Regions from separate parts of the Pan troglodytes genome. Here region 1 is linked to region 2. The links are chromatin contacts, called in public Hi-C maps. All regions are on one chromosome and are shown on one strand. Each heading gives the region's core, a stretch centred on a gene start, on an enhancer-like site or on the middle of the called end of the contact. The rest is flanking DNA. Distances are from core to core; before and after follow the strand shown.

What was found. Hi-C and Micro-C count contacts between places; a contact is called where the count stands out from the background.
Region 1: a contact with region 2 is called in a Hi-C map of stem cell-derived neural progenitor cells, with 2.5 times the contacts expected there. The contact joins the promoter of RBFOX2 here to the enhancer-like site in region 2. A contact is called at or near these places in 2 of 7 Hi-C or Micro-C datasets (blood and stem cell-derived neural progenitor cells) and 1 of 1 datasets of contacts at active chromatin or transcription factors (stem cell-derived excitatory neurons).

The regions. Positions count from the first base shown.
Region 1 is chr23:38,125,557-38,129,733 of NHGRI_mPanTro3-v2.0_pri, reverse strand. RBFOX2 (RNA binding fox-1 homolog 2) reads left to right here and starts at 1,959. Exons shown (of 14, transcript XM_054675457.2): 1 at 1,959-2,642. The coding sequence starts at 2,457.
Region 2 is chr23:38,018,779-38,022,920 of NHGRI_mPanTro3-v2.0_pri, reverse strand. The region is part of intron 2 of RBFOX2 (RNA binding fox-1 homolog 2); the gene reads left to right. It also overlaps the pseudogene LOC129138400. Among named protein-coding and RNA genes, the nearest start is that of RBFOX2, 110 kb to the left of the region's middle. Within about 2 kb of position 2,195, at least 2 of the 24 cell types and tissues checked have an H3K27ac peak or open chromatin away from gene starts, as enhancers often do. A contact at or near this core is called in stem cell-derived neural progenitor cells, where this site is marked.

The DNA.
Region 1 (4,177 bases), core at 710-3,209, 110 kb before region 2:
CACAAGGCATCATGACTTGCAGGTGGCAGAGCTAAAACTCTGCTATTTTTACTGATTTATAACACAGCCTAAGTAATACAAACAATATGCTCAATACAACAACTCACCTTCAAGGCAAGTCCTCCCGACTTCCCTTTCAACCAGTCTGCAATCCCCAAACACCTTTTATATGGAAGTTCTTAGTCACCACTGGTCCCAGATTACGTGGGCAGGAGGTGGGGAAGCCTGCGTTCTCATCTGGGTTGGTCTGACTCTAAAGCAGGGATCTTTACTGTTGTACTGTTCCAGCCCCAGCCAGGTTAAACCCAGGTTCAAAGGCCAAATCACACACTGGTTGGAAATGACCTTGGAAATCATCTAACCCAGCGTTTCTCAACCTCCGCACTATTGACATTCGGGGTTGGATAACTCTCCTGGGGGGGACCGTCCTGTGCATGATAGGATGTCAAGCAACATTCCTGGCTTCTACACACTAGATGCCAGCAGCACCTCCCAACTGTAACAATCAAAAATGCCTTCAGTCGGCCAGGCGCGGCGGCTAACTCCTGTAATCTCAGCACTTTGGGAGGCCGAGGCAGGCTGATCACCTGAAGTCAGGAGTTCGAGACCAGCCTGGCCAACATGGTGAAACCCCATCTCTACTAAAAATACAAAAATTAGTTGGTGGCGCACACCTGTAGTCCCAGCTACTGGGGAGGCTGAGGCAGGAGAATCGCTTGAACCCAGGAGGCAGAGGTTGCAGTCGGCCGAGATCGCGCCACTGCACTTAAGCCTGGGCGACAGAGCGAGACTCTGTCTCAAAAAAAAAAAAAAAAAAAAAAAAAAAAAATGCCTTCAGTCACTGACAAATGTGGGAGTGGAGGTGGTGGAATGGCAAAATTTCTCCTTGGTTGAAAGCCACTGATCCAAACCATCTCATTTTACCAATGATGGAGCTGAGGTCCAAAGAGATGAAGTAACTTGTTTAAGCTAGTTAGCAAAGCCAAGATTAGAATCCAGGTTATTCACGCAATATCCTTTTATTTCTATAACGTACAGGGGACGAGATGGAACGCAGAGAAAGTCACTGCAGTCCTTGTCCTCACAGTCTGGTAGGGGAGAGAATCTATTGCACAGATATCTCTATCTCCACGAAGTTGGTAAGTCATAAAGTGCTCCTCAGGCAGCAAGGTACGGAGAAAGAGAATATGCTCTCGTGTTCTGAATTCTGGATCTGCCACTTTTTTGCTGCAGGATTTAACTAAGGTTCAGTTTCATCATCAATGAAATGGAGATCATGGTATCTACTTATATCACCAGTTTGAAACGGGTCTGTGGATGCATTGTGCAAACCCTAAAGCTCTTACAAACATCGGGTATTGTTACTAACTTCATTAGGAATGTGAGTTATGTTAGAGTAAAAGCTCTCAGAACTGGGGTGAACCATAGAGGGGTGGCTTCATTCCTCGACCTTCCAACTCGAGACCTTTTTTCTTCTGCGGGAGGGGAAGCAGGCAAATAGCCTGCCTCTCACAGAGTGCCCATTCCTTCTCCGGGAACCAAGGTGCTCAGGCGGGTAAACTCAGGACTTAACTCTGTACAACTAGTCCCGCAAGCAGGAGCCACTCCCTGGCCTTCGGGTCTCTCAAGCCCCGCCTGCTCCAGGATACGGCCCCGCCCAGAAAGGAGACAGACCCCGCCTCCCCCCGCGCTGCCCCGCACTCCAGCCGCGCTGAGCCTCCAGGACAATCCCGGGCCCGTGCCGGAGATTCCCGAGCTTCCCGAGCTTCCCCGATCGCTTCCCGGCCTCCCTCGGGCAGCCAGCGACGAGACTACGGAGATTGCCGAGGGGGCATGGCCCCGCCCCCTCCACGGGCCGCCACCTCCCCCCTCGCCGTAGCCTCCCGCGCGGGCTAGAGTTCTACATCCCGGTCCCTCCCTCCCTCCCTCTTTCTCTCTCCCCGCCTTCCCGGTGCTGCCACAGTGGCGGGTCGGAGGATCCCGGCCAGTCAGCTCGTTCCTGCCTCGCGCCCCTCCTCCCCGCAAAATAAACAGCCCTCCCCACGCCTCGGGAGCCCGGACCGCCCCCTTCCTCCCTCGGCCGGCGTGCTGTGAGGGAGAGTGTGAGCCAGCGCGGCCGGTGGGCGAGCTCCGGGAGTGCGAGAGGCGGGACGGCGCGGCGGGCCGGGCCGGGTTTCGCGTGTGCGTGCGGGGGCGCGAGCGAGTGCTCATCACGACCCGCCAGCGGCCCCGCGCCGACAACCCGGCGGGCGGGCGGGCGGGGAGCAAGCGGCCAGGCAAGCAGCGGCGGGCGCGAGCCGCGGAGGGGCGCGGAGTCCGCGCGCGCGCACGCACGCACGCACGCGGGGGCGGGGGCAGGCGCGCGCCCGCCTGTCGCGACAGTCGGGGCCGAGGCCCAGGGGGAGGTGGCCTGTCGCGGGTCGCCCGGCTCCCGGAGGCGAGGGGGGCGCGGGCGGATGGCGGAGGGCGCCCAGCCGCAGCAGCCGCCTCAGCTCGGGCCCGGCGCCGCCGCCCGGGGCATGAAGCGGGAGTCGGAGCTGGAGCTGCCGGTGCCCGGAGCGGGAGGAGACGGAGCCGATCCCGGCCTGAGCAAGCGGCCGCGCACTGAGGAGGCGGCGGCCGACGGTGGCGGCGGGATGCAGGTGACCGCGCGGGACGGGGCGCCCAGTTATTGCGGGGGTGGGCGTGAGGGTCGACCCCGGGCTCTCCGGCTTGGAGAGAGGGAGGGCCTCCGGGAGTCCTGGGTTGGAGGTGGGATGGGGGGCCAGTCGGGGCCTGGTTGGAAGGTGGGGCGAGCTCGGGCTAGGAACGAAGGTTGCAGGACTGAACGTGGTGTGCCCGAGAGGGTCCTGATTCCTGAGGGGCCAGGAGGCACGACGAGTGGATAGGTTTTGGGGGGAAATCGAACATGGTTGAGATGGATTCCATTTCTTCAAATCCTTCCTTAGTGCCTTGGGGTGGAGTGGAAGCCGGGAAATCCTGGGTTCTCTGGACTGAGTCGAGGAAAAGGAGATCTGGTGGGAAACCTCCCGAGAAGAGGGAGTACCTTTTGGCAGCCCTGGGCACACGCTGGGATGGGGAAGAGAAGTGGCATTTCAATGAGAGGAGTGAAAAGCAAGAAAACTCCTCGAGAGAGCCCCGAGGGGATGTGGCTGAGATTGTGGGTTAAATCACACAGAGTGTGAGAAGTACAAGGAGTTTGGTAATGTTATGGGGACACGGTGGTGCTCAGTCTCATTAACTTTGTGGAGCATACTCATGAGTCTGAAGGGAGACACTAGACATGTCCCTCCTGTTCTTTGCCAATTGCATTCTACATCACCAGGACACAAAATAGCTCTTTAATGTCCCGGGCTATAAAAAAAAAAAAATTTATAGGGCTATTAGAAGACTGGATTCTCAATTCTGGATTGAAAGATAAAGGTGGTTAATTTGGGTAGGGAATGGGAAAGGTATTGATGTCAGCCGACTTCATAGTTTTGAAGAAGACCTTGAAACCTTTGTAGGTTTTACGGTTTGGTCTTTGCCCAGAAAATACTGCTATGACATGATGAGTCTCACCTACCAACAGTTGTGCAGACTTGTGCCTAATTCTCTCAGAGCCGTAGGATGTTAGAGGGATGCTAGGAGGACTAGACATCATCTTTTCCAGGGGTTCCTAACCTGGAAAGACTTGGAAGATTCTTACTCATAGTAGGTGATGTGCACTTTTTGGTGGAGGAGAGTCAATAGTTTTCATCTTTGTTTTTTTTGGAGGAGATTCGAGTCCCAGCTTGTTTTAACCACCTTATTTTATAGATGGGGAATCAGAAGTCCAGAGAAGATGGTGACTTGGGTAAGGCCACCCAGTTAGCTAATAGTAAAACTAGAACTAGAAGCCTGGTCTTCTAATTCCTATTCCTGTGCTGTCTCCATTACACCACTCTTGGAAATCTCTGCAGTGCTGAAAGACTTCCTGTGCTCTGCTCCCTGCTTTTCAAGCCTCTGCCTGACTTCCTGTGTTAGGGACGGAGCTGTATTTAAGCCTAGCGTGTTTGTTGTATGCTTCTTGGTCTCCTTTGCAGAGTTTACCCTGTTACTTCTGTTGATTTAGGTAAAATGACCCTCTTGGTGTTTATTTTTGAATTCTTTTGTTTTGTTTGCCTGCTTTTATTTTCCATTAGAACTCTGTCAGGCA
Region 2 (4,142 bases), core at 946-3,445:
AGTTTTTAAATCCCATTTGCAGGTGAGGAAACCAAGGCTCAAAGGGATTAAGTCATTGTCCAAGGCTATGTAGTTGTTAATGAGTGAATCTGGGTTTTAAAATAAATGTGTTAAATTCCAGGGTTGATATTTGCACTGGGCATTTATTTACTTTTACTTGAATTTTTTTTTTTTGCATTTTACTTGCATGCTTAATTTTTCTTTGCTCAGCAGCAAACATTATGTTCCCCACTTGCTTCCCTATTTACTAAGGGGTGATAGTTATGTGTTATATATCTATAGTCCTGTATAGTTTACAGGTATTGCTGTAATACCTGTAATGGGTATTGCTTTCATACCCATTCTCATTTGATCTTTGGTAAGACCCCAGTGAGTCTTTATTATTTGGGTTGGGGGGAAGGGTTTTAATCTCCATTGGCAGATGAGGAAATCAAGATTTGCAGTTTCCTGAGAGATTTGCCAAGGGTGGTAATAAGTGGCATAAAATTGGCTTTTTAAAAAAAACCAATTCCTTGGCCACAATTTATTTAAAAGGCAAATGGAATGGTCCTCCTAGAAAAGATTTGGAAGTTAGCCAGATGTGGTGGTGTGCACCTGTAGTCTCAGCTACTCTAGAGGCTGAGGCAAGAGGATGGCCTGAACCTAGGAGTTCGAGGCTTCAGTGAGCTGACTGTGCCAGTGCACTCCAGCCTGGGCGACAAAAGACCCTATCTCTAAAACAATATGGAAGTGTAAGAAGTTGGGGAAATAAAAGGAAAAAGAAAAAAGAAAAAAAAGATATGAAAGGCCTGGAGCCCTTTCCCCCATAAGGCTCTGCTGACTGGAAGACAGTTTGAAAACCAGTGAGGAATGATCAAAGAACTCTGGTGTCAGACAGACCTGAGTTCAAATTCCAGTTTGGACTGATACTTAACTTCCCTTAGGCTTACTTCCTCATTTGTAAGATGGGATGCTTTTATAGGATTGCTGATAAGTATTAGCCAAAAAACATGCCAGAAATCTAGCACAGTACCTTCAGCTTCTGTGGATGCAAGGGGAGTGTGTTAGGCAGTGTAGGCTGACCCCTCACCACGTGCAGGACTCACACTAAATGTTGGGGGAAGTCATTGCTAAGACAGAGCCATAGGACTTCAAACCCAGCACTTCATACCTGACTGAAGGTTCAGGTGTCACATTTATCAATAGTTTAAAACAGGAGGGGGCAAACTTTCTGTAAAGCATCTGAGAGCATCTGGGCCATATGGTCTCTGTTAGAGCTACTCAGGAACTCTGGCACGGTAGCAGGGAAGCAGGCTTAGATTATAGTAAACAAAAGATTGTGGCTCTATTCTAGTAAAACTTTATTTGTGGGTACTGAAATTTTAATTTCATATAATTTTTATATGTCATGAAATGTCGTTTTTCTTTTGATTTTTTCTTTCAGTCATTACAAGATGTAAAAGCTATCTTAGCTGGTAGTCTGTGTGTGGGTTCTACAAAAACAAGTAGCCCATAGACCAAAGTCCTGATTTAGACATGTCTAGTTTTTTTTTTTTTTTTTTTTTAAATGGAGTCTAGCTCTGTCACCCAGTCTGGAGTGCAGTGGCGCAATCTTGGCTGACTGCAACCTCTGCCTCCCAGGTTCAAGCAATTCTTCTGCCTCAGCCTTCTGACTAGCTGGAAAATTAGCCACCATGCCCGGCTGATTTTTGTATTTTTAGTAGAGATGGGGTTTCACCATGTTGGTCAGGCTGGCCTCGAACTCCTGACCTCGTGATCTGCCCACGATGGCCTCCCAAAGTGCTGGGATTACAGGCATGAGCCACCATGCCCGGCCTTATCAGTATTCTTAATACCAACAGAGTTTCACATTGTATTTGACACTATTTACAAACTCAGTTTATTCCCTCTGTGTGAATACTAGCCATTTCTAAAATGAAATGCAATTGTGATTTAAATTTCACATATCATTATGCTAAATGCTGTTCACTTTTTGTTCCATGGTCCTGAAACAATTAACCTGTTTGGAGATAAGCTGCAGATACAAGCACACAGAGAAGGGGACTTAGGAAAGCTGGAGGAAGGAAAGGTCTGTCTTGCCTACATATGGGCTTAGGAAAATTTTCTAACTGGAAACCTTGCCTCAAGTCTGAGTCACACTAGAGGGACTCTTGGCCCTAGGGTGGGAGGAGAAAAGGGAGGGAAGGAAGTGGCTATGTCAGTTTTTGTCAACAGAGGGCACCCAGAGCAAAGCAAGTGTTCTGTGACACAACAGAATCTGCCCCTCTGCCCCAGATGAATTTACCAGACAGGCACAGAACTTCTTGCAGTGGATTCTCTTGTCCATCTCTTCATTTGTCTGATCTGTGTCTGCATTCTCATGTTTTCTCCCATGCTGGAACCAGAATATTCTAAATGCAGTGTTAATAATTGTTATTTGCTGACTGCTTTAAGTGGAAGACCAATTCCCTCAATGTGCTGGGGTGAATTATCCCATGTTGTAAGGTTGGCCTTTTGGGTGGATGTGCAGTATTAGCTTCTAATTTAATTCAGTATCCAGTGAGCATGTATTCCTGAAATACTTTTGATGTGAAAGAGCACTTCATACCTGTATAACATGTTGTAAGAAGACTTTGTAAGTCTTATTGCCTAGAGCAGTATCCTCAAAGTGTGGCTTCAAATCCAGCCGCATCAGCATCACCTGGGAACTTACCTTTATTCATGGTCTCTGCCTCTTCCCCAGACTTACTGAATCAGAAACTCTGAGGATGGGGTCCAGTAATCTGTTTTAACATGCTTTGGTAATTCTTATACACACTCAACTTGAGAACCACTGTCATAGGGTAAAGGAGTGGAAGAGTTAAGGGCACTGGTATTTATGGAAGACTATGTGCCAAGTACTTGGCTAGGAGTTTCCTCTTCATTTTCCACATGAGAACAGCAAGCCTTAAAAGCATTAAGTGATGTGCCAAAGTCGTACATATAATAAGTGGTAGAATAGGGATTTGAACCCTGGTTTTTCTGACTCCTGAGCCATACTATAGTGGCTGGTAAGAAAATGCTAAGAGGCATTGCAATCTTTAAATTAATTCTTTTTTAAAAGTCCTTAAAATATTTTTTTAAAACAAAAGTAATTTGCATTCATTGAAGAAAATTTAGAATATACAGCAGATCAAAAGAATAGAATAAAATCTGCCTTAATATATTTAACTTTATCTTAACGTTTTGTTGTTGATTATCTTGTTTCAGCGTAACTCTGTTTGCATATATACACATTTTAAAATTCCTTACCAGATGTCAATCATATTCTGTAAACTTTTGTAAAATGCCTCCAGCTCAGCCCTACTGTATTATAAACATCGTTTCATGCCATTAGCTATGTCTGCTGCATCATTTCATGGCTGCCAAGTAGTACCTTGTAAGGTTGTAAGCTTTTTTATCATAATTCTTTCTAAAGTCCGTCTTGTTTTGATTTCATGATATGCTTTTAGGAAGAATAGGATACTGAGTGCTTTGGTACTGTGGGTAAACAATTTGTCCAGAGTGGCTTAAAGTATAAAATTAAGGCAGTAAGCAGATTTTGGTTGAGAAGGGGACATGGAACTGGAAAGGCAATACTAAACATGTTTGAGGTTAAAGTGAGCCCAGAAATAAGAAAACAAATTGAAGTAAAAAAGCCAAAGTATCAGGAATAGACTGGGATCTGTGAGTTAGATGGGTTAGAACAAATAGGAATACTGATGGTGAACAATTTGATGGCGCCAACAGCCTGCTTTTATTGTTGGCTTTTTGACATAGAGGCTGAGCTGCCGAATGACAGCATGAGAAAAACTGGGCATAAGACTTCCATAAATAGCAGTTATTATTTATTGAGGACCTTCATGACCAGGCATCATATTAATCATTTAATTTTTATAATAACCACATGCAATTAGATACATTAGTTTTCCCCATTTTACAGCAGTGGAAACTGACAGTGACATTTAAAGTAACTTGGCCAAATGCTTTGATTGGAACCAAATTAGTTAAAACTCCCAAACCTGTGCTTTTGTGCGGTCGTTTATCCTCATTCTTTTTTTCATGGTGTGGCAGGTGTTTAGCCACTATTCTGTGTATATGTATTGTTTTACTATGTGAGCTGGGACAGAAGGAGACTAGGTGTG